2 separate regions of the Rattus norvegicus genome follow, and region 2 is linked to region 1. Evidence: chromatin contacts called from public Hi-C data. All regions are on one chromosome and are shown on one strand. Each heading gives the region's core, a stretch centred on a gene start, on an enhancer-like site or on the middle of the called end of the contact. The rest is flanking DNA. Distances are from core to core; before and after follow the strand shown.

Region 1 (4,895 bases), core at 280-2,779:
GAATTAGACCCAACATTGTTGTCTGGCCTCTACACACACACACACACACACACACACACACACACACACACACACCTCCTTTTCTGGGAGTCTATGTAAGAGGCCAGTGTTGGTCAGTGAAGGTGAAGTGGGTCAGAGGTCAGGAGAAGAGAAGCCTCAGGATGAATGTCCAACAAGGAACATCATGGCACAGAGGGTACCAACAAGCTGGTATGCAGCCTGCACCACCAGGGTGGCACACATCTTCAAGAACGAAGCTGGAGGTTGGAGAGATGGCTCAACTGTCTTCTCCTCCCCTTGCCAGTTGGGTCGTTTCGTTTTACTAGTGTCACAGGCTAAGTCGTGTCTCCACCCCATCCTACATCCACTAGCCTTCCACATGTTCTTGCTGGAAGTCATAATCAATGATACTTTGGAATGTATCCTCTTAACGAGAGAAAGTTTTTTTTATAAGGAAATTAAGATGGGGCCCCCAGGATGGGCTCTAATCCGGTATGGCCAAAGCTGTTATAAAGAGGTCGTGGCACAGACACACACACAGAGGAAGCCCTGTGAGGACACAATCTATATACAAGTGAAGGACTAAAAGCAACCCTGCCAACACCTTGACCTCAGTCTGCTGGACTCCAGAATGCTCTGAAGTTTCTGTGATAGCGCCAAGTGTCTGTTCCTGAGCAGAAGCTGCCTGATCAGCTCCTACAGTTCACAACAGTGTCTGCTCCCTCCCATCCACGCAGACTCAGAATGAGTGACAAGAAAAGACAACCTGATGTTGCCAGGGTAACTGTCCACACATCGGGATCATACTGTTGGGATGGTACAGTAGTTGGGCATGTATAACATACAGGGAACCCCAAAGAGAAATGGTGATTAAATGATTGGAAGGTAGCTAATGATTGGCTGGAAGGGAGCTAATGATTGGCTGGAAGGGAGCTAATGATTGGCTGGAAGGGAGCTAATGATTGGCTGGAAGGGAGCTCAGTTGCTGGAGTGTTTTCCTAGCATGCAGATGCCCTGTGTTCTAGCCCAGGCATTCTATAAAACAAGGCATGGTGGTGTGCCCTCAAGGGGGCAGAAGGATAGGACGATTTTCTTAGCGGAAAAATGAGTTCATGGCCAGCCTGGGACATTTTAAAAAAAATACACACAACCCTGTTTTTAAAAAATAACGAGAAGAGGAAGAAGAGGAGGAGGAAGGGGGAAAAATCATCGTTTTCACAAAGTTATTCTTACAGTGTTTGCTGCAAATTTACATTTTTTATTTTTTTATTTTTATTTTATTTTTTTTTAAGTTTTTAAGCTCCATGGTCCCTTAGATAAATAAGCCGACACTTAAGCAATATTAATAGGGAGGAACCAACAACTAAAAATAAGCTGCCTCCTTTTAGCACAGCCCTAGAGCCCTGTGGATCCTCTTGCAAGGCTGGCCTCAGCTGCCACCTGCTTCTGTCCCCGGGGGCTGGGCTCGAAGGCTAGGTGTCATGTATCCCCGCCCTGCCGCTGAGCTAGCTCTCCTGGCTGGCACCCATAGCCTGCCTCCCAGATCCTGTGGAGCTCCAACTCACAGAGCAAGGGGATGGCGGCGGGGACACACTAGGGTCCTGCCTTTCCACTGTGCACAGCAAGCTCCATGACACACTCCACTACTAAACCAGAATAAAAGCCAGCCGGGCGGGTGCCTTCCCCACACCACTCGGTGAGGCTGCATAAGCTGCTGGCGAGCAGAGAGTCCCGTGAAGGAACTGTTTAAAGAAAGTGGCCTGCTTGCTCAGCACGGAGTCATTCTGCAAGGATGCTGGGGTGTCCTAGAGACACTTCCACTCTGCTTGTTTTCCCTGCCCTGCTCTCTGCTCCCCTTGCAACATGCACTCTGTCCTCCTTACCCGCCTACCCACAAGCTCTCCTTGCCCTACTCTCCTCGCCCCGCCCTCCTTTAGCTGTGGGTATGCATAATAAGAGAAATCTCTTTCCTCAAACCCAAACCGCACGTACATTTCTGAGTCTGTCAGCCACTGTGTCTAGCAGCTGTCATCCCGACAGCACACCCTATCCTGCCTCAACACCTCTTGCTCCTCGTGCATCTCTGGACATTCAGCACAGGGAACGGGGTTCCCAGACTCCCCAAGAAGGGACCGGGATAGTATGGCTGGATTTCACCCTCATTCTAAGCCGTCTCAGCCCCTTAAATGTATATTTCTCACTTAATCCCAGTTCTTCACACTTGTTTTAGGATATGATTTAACATGAAATGTGAAATATTTGCTTGGTGACACTCGGGTTTAGTCTGCACACTGATTCCATGGTGCTATTCCCCACAGAGAGCTGTAATTTAAGATTGGAGCCAAGGAGAAGTGTCTTGCTCCCTGGGGAGCTCAGCCTGGCCTCCATAAAACCTGCTCAGTGGGAGAAAGCGGGGTACACAGCAGGCAAGCAGCCAGAGTCAACTGCCCCCCAAGGGAGCCCTGCACTCCTGACTCTTGTGGTCCCACATAAAGCACTGAGGAGCTCAAGCGGGAGACCAAGCTTCCCCGCCGTCCTTGCAGGGCACAGCGTTTCCTGTACTCTTTCATCCACTCTTCGGTTTGGGTTTTTTTTTTTGGGGGGGGGGTTGTCTTTCTTTTGTTCATTTGTTTTTTTCCCATCAGCCAGCTGTGGTTTGGCTCAACAGATAAGGTGCTTGGTGTGCAAACATGGGGACTTAAGTTCAAATCCCCAGAACCCATGAAAAGCTAAGTGTGGAAATGCTGTGTGTTATCCCAGTGTTACTATGGTGAGACAGAAGGGAGAGGTGGGAGGAATCCTGTAACGATAAAGAGGAAGGTAAGGATCACACCTGAGATTATCCAGACTATCCACTGACACCCACACACATGCTAAAGTATGTGCCTGAGTGTGCACACACACACACACACATACACACACATACACATACACACATACACACACATATATACATACACACACATATACACACACATATACATACACACATATATACACACATATACACACACACACATACACACACATATACACACACATACACACACATATATACATACACACATATACACACATACACATACACACACATACACACATATACATACACACATATACACACATATACACATACACACACATACACACATATACATACACTTGCACACACATACACACACACACACACACACGTGTGTGTGTATGCAGGTGAGGCCCTGTAATGATGTATCTAACTAGTCCTGCATGCATGATGTTGTAATGTCCCCAGCAGAATCAGTTAGCACCTAACTACCATTTGCCAGGTCCTGGGTTTGCTATGTAGCACTGAAGAATACACTGAGTAGGATTGGTACTAGGATCTCATCATTTTCTGTAGTACCTTGAACAATTCATTCTGAACTTCTCTCTCTCTCTCTCTCTCTCTCTCTCTCTCTCTCTCTCTCTCTCTCCGTGTGTGTGTGTGTGTGTGTGTGTGTGTAGTGTGTGTGATATGCAGATATACATGTTAGTGCGTACAGGTTCATGTGTGTGTGTGTGTGTGGCTATGGATGTATACACTTAGAGACCAGAGGGCAACACCAAGAACCTTCATTCATCCAGTCACTCCCCACCTTCTTTATTATTGTGAGACAGAGTCTCTCACTGCACCTGGAGCTCACCAACTCAGCCAGACCCTTTGACAAGGAAGCCCCTGAGGGATCCCCTTGTCTCTACCTGGCCAAGATGGAGTCACAGACACATGGCTATTTTCCCATGGGCAAACCCAAGCTCAGGTCTTCATGCTGTGTGGCAAGCTTCTTCCAGCTGTGCCCTCTCCACTGTCCCCATTCTAAACCTTTGGCTCGTTTCATTTCCTCCAGAAACAGGACAACAGCAGCCCTGACCTTGTAGGGTTTAATAAGAAGTGATCAGGGGACCATCCCAAGAAAGGCGACGGCAGGAAGGAGGTGACTGACCAATGAAATAAACTAATGAGTGGAGCCACGGCTATCGTAAAACTCGAAAAGTCAGCTGATGTGATACTGCACGGGTAGAGAAACGAAGACATAAAAGGTTTGTATACATGTGCATAGCAATTCAGTGTAGAAAATGAAATCCCAGAGTGGCCCTTCCTCGTGTCGCAGGCCTGGCTGTGACCTGTTGTTGATGGCCTTGGGGGACACCCAGAAAGTACTAGACAGCAATAATGGTAGAGTGGAGGATGAGTCTTCTTTCCAGTTCTGCTGGCTGACTCTTCAGGGCCATGGCGACTCATGCATGCTGACCCAATCCAGAGTTCCCGATCTCTGGGCTAATTTGTACCCAAATTCACTGGTGTTGCAAACCAAGACAGATCTGATACACATGTTACTTTTGGGACCAGGGTTATCCATTCAGACCTCAGACTTCCAGCTGCACCTTACCAGGGAACCCCATGCCATGCTTAGTCCTGGGATTCCCAATTGCTTATTCCAGGGGCTAAAGCCATTAGGGGATCATGAATTAGTAGTCATGGAAGCAGGAATGGAAAAGGACATTTGTCAACAGGAAGAGTTAATGCCCCTTCTTTAGATGCTCACAATATTCTGTAGTGATACGGCCTACATCTCTCTACCTACTTAGTAGCTATAGTACAGTGTAGTACAGTGTAGTGTAGCGTAGTCTAGCGTAGTATGCTTAGTGGTATAGTGTACATACTTACAGAATAAGTTTTTGTTTGTTTTTATTGTTTGCTCTTGGGGGGGACAGTTGCAAAGGCAGGGAGGGTGGATTCAAAGGGAGATAAGTGGGATTGGGGTACATGATGTGAAATTCATAAACAATCAATTAAAAAATTAAAAGAAATAACAAGGCAAATCAACCAATAAAAAGACAAGGATGGGAGGAAAACAAAGAAGTCAAGATGATAAAAT
Region 2 (4,951 bases), core at 839-3,338, 160 kb after region 1:
TAAGAGTACTTGCAGCTCTTCCAGAGGACCCAGGTTCAATTCCCAGCACCCACAGTAAGTCCAGTTCCCTGATTCCAGTTCCCTAAGGGTCCCCGATACCTTATGCTGCCTTCTCCCCAGGCACGCACAGATGTACATGCATGCAAAAACATAAGATAATTTTTAAAACTTGAAGAGAAAGGGCATAAAGGGACAGCCCTGGTCTCTGTCACATAACCAAAATGCTCATTCATGAACAGTTCAATGAATAAATTGTGGTACTTTGACAGATTTGAAACACTTATAGAATTATTTGAGCAGCCGCGGGGCTCTACAGTTATTAACTGTGTGCATGGTGCTTTGAATAGCAGACACCGTTCATGAAAGTGCTTTATAATGTTGACTCCCATCTCCTATTTAATCATCTACTCATGCTAATCTTTTTTCTTTCGTGTGTGTGTGTGTGTGTGTGTGTGTGTGTGTGTGTGTGTGTATTTATGTATGGACGTTTGCATGTGTGTAGGGTGCACAGGCACACGTGGGTACATTGCATGTGTGTGTTGAGAGCCAATGCTGATGTCAATCAGAAATCTTCCTTGAGCACTTTCTACCCTACATAGAGGCAAGGTCTCTTGCTGAACCTGAGGTTCCATGTTCGGTTAGCCTGTGCTAGCCCATTTGCTCCAGGGATTCCTATCTCTGGCTCCACCTTCAGTATACTGGGATTGCAGATAGCCACCGTGCCCACCCAGCTTTTACATGGGTGCTAAGGATTTGAACTCTGGTCCTCCCTCTTACTCAGCAAGAACTTTACCCACCCTCTAGCCCTCCTGTCATCGTGGAGTGCCAATCTTGGTTTCTAAAGCAATAGACTTCATAAAATACCTTCTTAGTATTTAAATCTCTGGCCACACTGCATTATGATATAAAATAGGCTGTGCACACCTTGTTTGTCATCACAGTGTTTGTTGACATTGGATTGTTGTATGACCATAGGTACAGTATGATATTTCGTTATTATTTTATATAATAGTATACTGTTATAATATCATATAATAGTATTGTGTTTCTCAATATATTAAAACTATTTTTCAATATATTTTATACTTTATAGCTATTATTGGCTTCACCCACCATTTTGGGGAACCGAATGATTTATTTTAGTCTACCTACCTTTGTTATTTTTGAGGCAGTGTTGTTGTGTACGTGCAAATTCAGGATTGTTATAGTTTCCTAGCAATTCTTATAATAATTATTATTAACATTACCATTAGAGTGTGTATGTGTGTGCACACACACACACTCTCACACACAGACGCACGCACACGCACTCGTGCACGTACAGCCGTGCAATGGTGCTCGCACAGAGGACAGAGGACATTTTTGGGAACTGGCTCTCTCCTTCTCTTCATGGCTCTCGGAGACTGAATCAGGTGGTCAAGGTTATGCAGCCAATCTCTTTTCTTTTTTAATTAAATGATGACCCTCTTATGCTGAACTCTGGTGACTAAAGTTTCACACAACTGATGTTGCAACACCTTTACCGGCTCAGTGTTTTACTGGGTTTTATTTGCCATAGCTCTCCTGCAGATGTGAAGGTTCATGAGTAGGCCGCACCTCAGTTCCGATGATCCCTCTGTTGAAGCAGATGGGGTCGTTAGCATTCCTTACAACTGCTAATTTTGTATTTATTCCCAGCATCTTATTTTATGTTTTCTATTTGCCTTTTTTATCTTTAAATTACACTCCCTTTTGTGTGTGTGCAGGTGCCTGTGCACATACATGTGCATGGGGTCTGCAACTGGAACCTGAGGGAGTTGCTTCTCTCCTTCTTCACGAGTGGGATGCAACCGGCCCCCACTAATGATTATTTTCACGATCTTGTTTATCCTCTTTTTGATCTCAGACGTAGTGTTTGGGATCGGATCTTCTAATTCCCGGGGACCAGCCCAGGCTCAGGAGGAAACAGCAGCTTCAGAGGGGTTTTAGGTACTGGGTCCCAGTGTCTATGTAACACTCTGCCTTCTGTGGACTCTGTGGAACATGAATGTCATCCCCAAGAGAAGAATCCAGCCAATTTGTGGCTCCACTCCCAGCTCAAGAGCCATGTGACTTGGCTACATAGTTCCCTTGGCACACCCCACTGCCAAGAACAGCCCTGGCAAGGTAGGCCTGGGAGAAACACAGGGTGTGGTTTTTTTTTTTTTTTTTTTTTTAAAGACAGTTGGCTTGACTAGCTTGCTGCGAAGGTGACTTCAAAAGGCTGGAGCGATCTGTGGACTCAGTACATCAGCAGTAATGAGTTGAGAAGCTAAAATAAACTTTTCTCAAACATGACTGATCAACAACAACCACAACAACCACCTTCCCTCCAAAAAACAGTTTAACCACGTTGTTAGGCGAAAACCTTTTATTTAAAAGACTGATTTGTCTTTCGAGCTTATTTCTGATATTTTAAAGTCATCGTCACAGTAAGGGGAAGGGTAGAGGCTTCAAAGAGCATGTGCCCAAAAATGTATAAGGAATATCATATACTATAGAGAGGTTTTCTAACTCTAATTAAAAAAAAAAATTAGGCCAGGCACAGTGGTACACATCTTTAATCCTGACACTGACCAGGCAGAGGCAGGTGGATCTCTGTGTGTTCAAGACCAGCCTGGTCTTTATAGTGAGTTTTAGGACAGTGAGGAGTACATAGGGAGACCCTGCCTTGACATAAACAAACAAACCTAATTACATTGTTGAGTTTTGTGAGGTTTTATATCATTTAACTGTAATTGAAATTAGTGTTTGTTTTAGTGCCTATTTTATGCTAAATAAACCTAATCTTTGGGCCCAATTTCCTATTAGAGTGTGTGTGGATTATTATGTCAGAAAGAGTGAAGGGTAGCCCAGTTCCTGCTACATTAGACTTCTTTAGATTGCACAAAAGTGGTAACCACCCTTTGTTTTTGTTCCGTTTTAATAGTTTTTTGTTCAATTTGTTTGCTTGTTTTTTTCATGACAGGGTCTCCCCAGATGGGCCTCTCAGCCCTAGATCCCAGGCGTTCAGCATCTGGACTTTTCCTTGTGTACTGGGCTTCAAGCAAGTCTTCCCACTTCCGGAGGAAGCGTGTAACTGACCAAGCCATCCCAGGTCTTTGTGATATTTTTCTTTTCTTCTCTGTGTTTGGTTTTGGTTTTGAGGCAAAGTATCTCAGTGTCTTGGAACTTTCTGTGGGAGCGAGGCAGGCCTGTGAGGTGAGGAGTCTGCCTGCCTCTTGCCTCTTGCTCTCCAATGCTGATATGACAAACACATGATGTCACACCAAGCCTTTTCTCGTGGGTCCTGAAGGATACAACTCAAGCCCTTCTGTTTTCTAGGCACAGCTTTACCAACTGAGCCACCTCCCTAGCCTCAGAAAATAATATTTTTTTAAAAAAATCAAAATTATAAAAATTAATAGACAAGCAGGCATGGCAATCTCCAGAGGTGAACGCAAAAGTCCAAAGTCAAGGGAGACAAAGGGAGGTAGATCTCTGTGAGTTTGAGGCTATCCTGGTCCACATAGTGAATTTCAGGTCAGCCAGAGGAATAAGCAAAATCGAGTTTTCCTTCCCAACCACTTAATTCCCAGAAATAAAGGCTCTGAGACTAATTGTTTATTAATAAATGTGTATGCCATAAGCTTTGGTTTGTTCTCAAACTAACTCATAAATTATTATCCCTTTTATTCGAACCTTGGTTCAGCTACATGTTTTCTTACATCCATCTCCTCAGCAACCCCGAAAATTTCCCATGTTCCTCTCTCCCAGAATTCTCTCTCTCCCTGCTGGATGTCCCACCTCCTATTTCCTGCCTCAGCTCATTGGCCATAAGCTTTGTTTACTGACAGGTGATGCTTGTAAGAGAGTCTCTGTCCAGTCCTTTACTATATAACACATTTGAGACCAGACTGTGGGCTACATAGGATCCTGTCTTAAGAGAGAGGGGACAGGCTGGAGAGATGACTCAGGTGTCAAGAGCGCTGACTGCTCTTCCAGAGGTCCTGAGTTCAATTCCCAGCAATTACATGGTGGCTCACAACCGTCTGTAATGGGATCCAATGTCCTCTTCTGGTGTATCTAAAGTCAGCTACAGTGTACTCACATACATAAAATAAATAAATCTTTAAAAAGAGAGAGAGAGAGAGTGGGGAGGGGAAGAAAGGGAGGGAAAGAAAATGAGCAAAATAATGACAGAGGAGCTGGAAGCACATTAATTCTGCACCAGCATTCTCACATCACATGGAAGAAGACAGTGAAACTTGTGTATCATTACTTTTAAACCCTGTCCTCACATCATCCTGGATCCACCATCACTGGTTATTGTGGCTTTGACTCCTCAGGGGGGTTTCACAAAGCAGCATTGTTAAGCACGGTTTTAACTGAAGCATCCTTGGGTAGATGCTGGATGTGTTTTCCGCTCGCTTCTGCCCCTCAGATTGCAATCCTGAATTTCCCTTATGTTGTTGGGTATAGCTATAATTTATTCATACTCATTGCTATATAGTATTCCACCACCTATCTTTTACTGTTCTGTCAATGGACATTGATCTGCTTCTGGTTCTTTCCTGGGAGCTATAGTGCTACTCTGTGCATTTCTGTTAAGTGCCTTTTGGAACGGGCTGTTTTCTCTAGAGTTTAAATCTAAGAGTGAAATTGCTAGGTCATGGAGCCTGGGCATTTTCACAAGGCAAAATTGTTCTCCAAAAGAATTGAGTTAATCTACAGGATATGAGGGATGGCAAGTTTTTTTTTTTGTTTTGTTTTGCTTTTTGTTGTTGTTTTTTGCCAGTTCTGTGAATTAATGGTAGGATTTTGCACACCTATGGGGCTGTTTGTGTTTCCATAAAATGCCTCTTTTGAAAAGAGTGGCTTGTCTTCTTCTTGTTGATAGATAAGAACTCTTTATATGTGCAGGACACAAATACCTTGGCAACTGAGTCACTTG

Evidence for each region. A called contact is a pair of places that touch in the nucleus more often than the background predicts.
Region 2: a Hi-C map of psoas muscle shows a contact between it and region 1, with 2.7 times the contacts expected there. The contact joins two enhancer-like sites. A contact is called at or near these places in 2 of 12 Hi-C or Micro-C datasets (liver and psoas muscle).

Annotation. Positions count from the first base shown.
Region 1 is chr1:47,787,917-47,792,811 of GRCr8, forward strand. No RefSeq gene overlaps it. Among named protein-coding and RNA genes, the nearest start is that of Arid1b, 180 kb to the right of the region's middle. Within about 2 kb of position 1,530, at least 13 of the 93 cell types and tissues checked have an H3K27ac peak or open chromatin away from gene starts, as enhancers often do.
Region 2 is chr1:47,947,008-47,951,958 of GRCr8, forward strand. No RefSeq gene overlaps it. Among named protein-coding and RNA genes, the nearest start is that of Arid1b, 25 kb to the right of the region's middle. Within about 2 kb of position 2,089, at least 12 of the 93 cell types and tissues checked have an H3K27ac peak or open chromatin away from gene starts, as enhancers often do.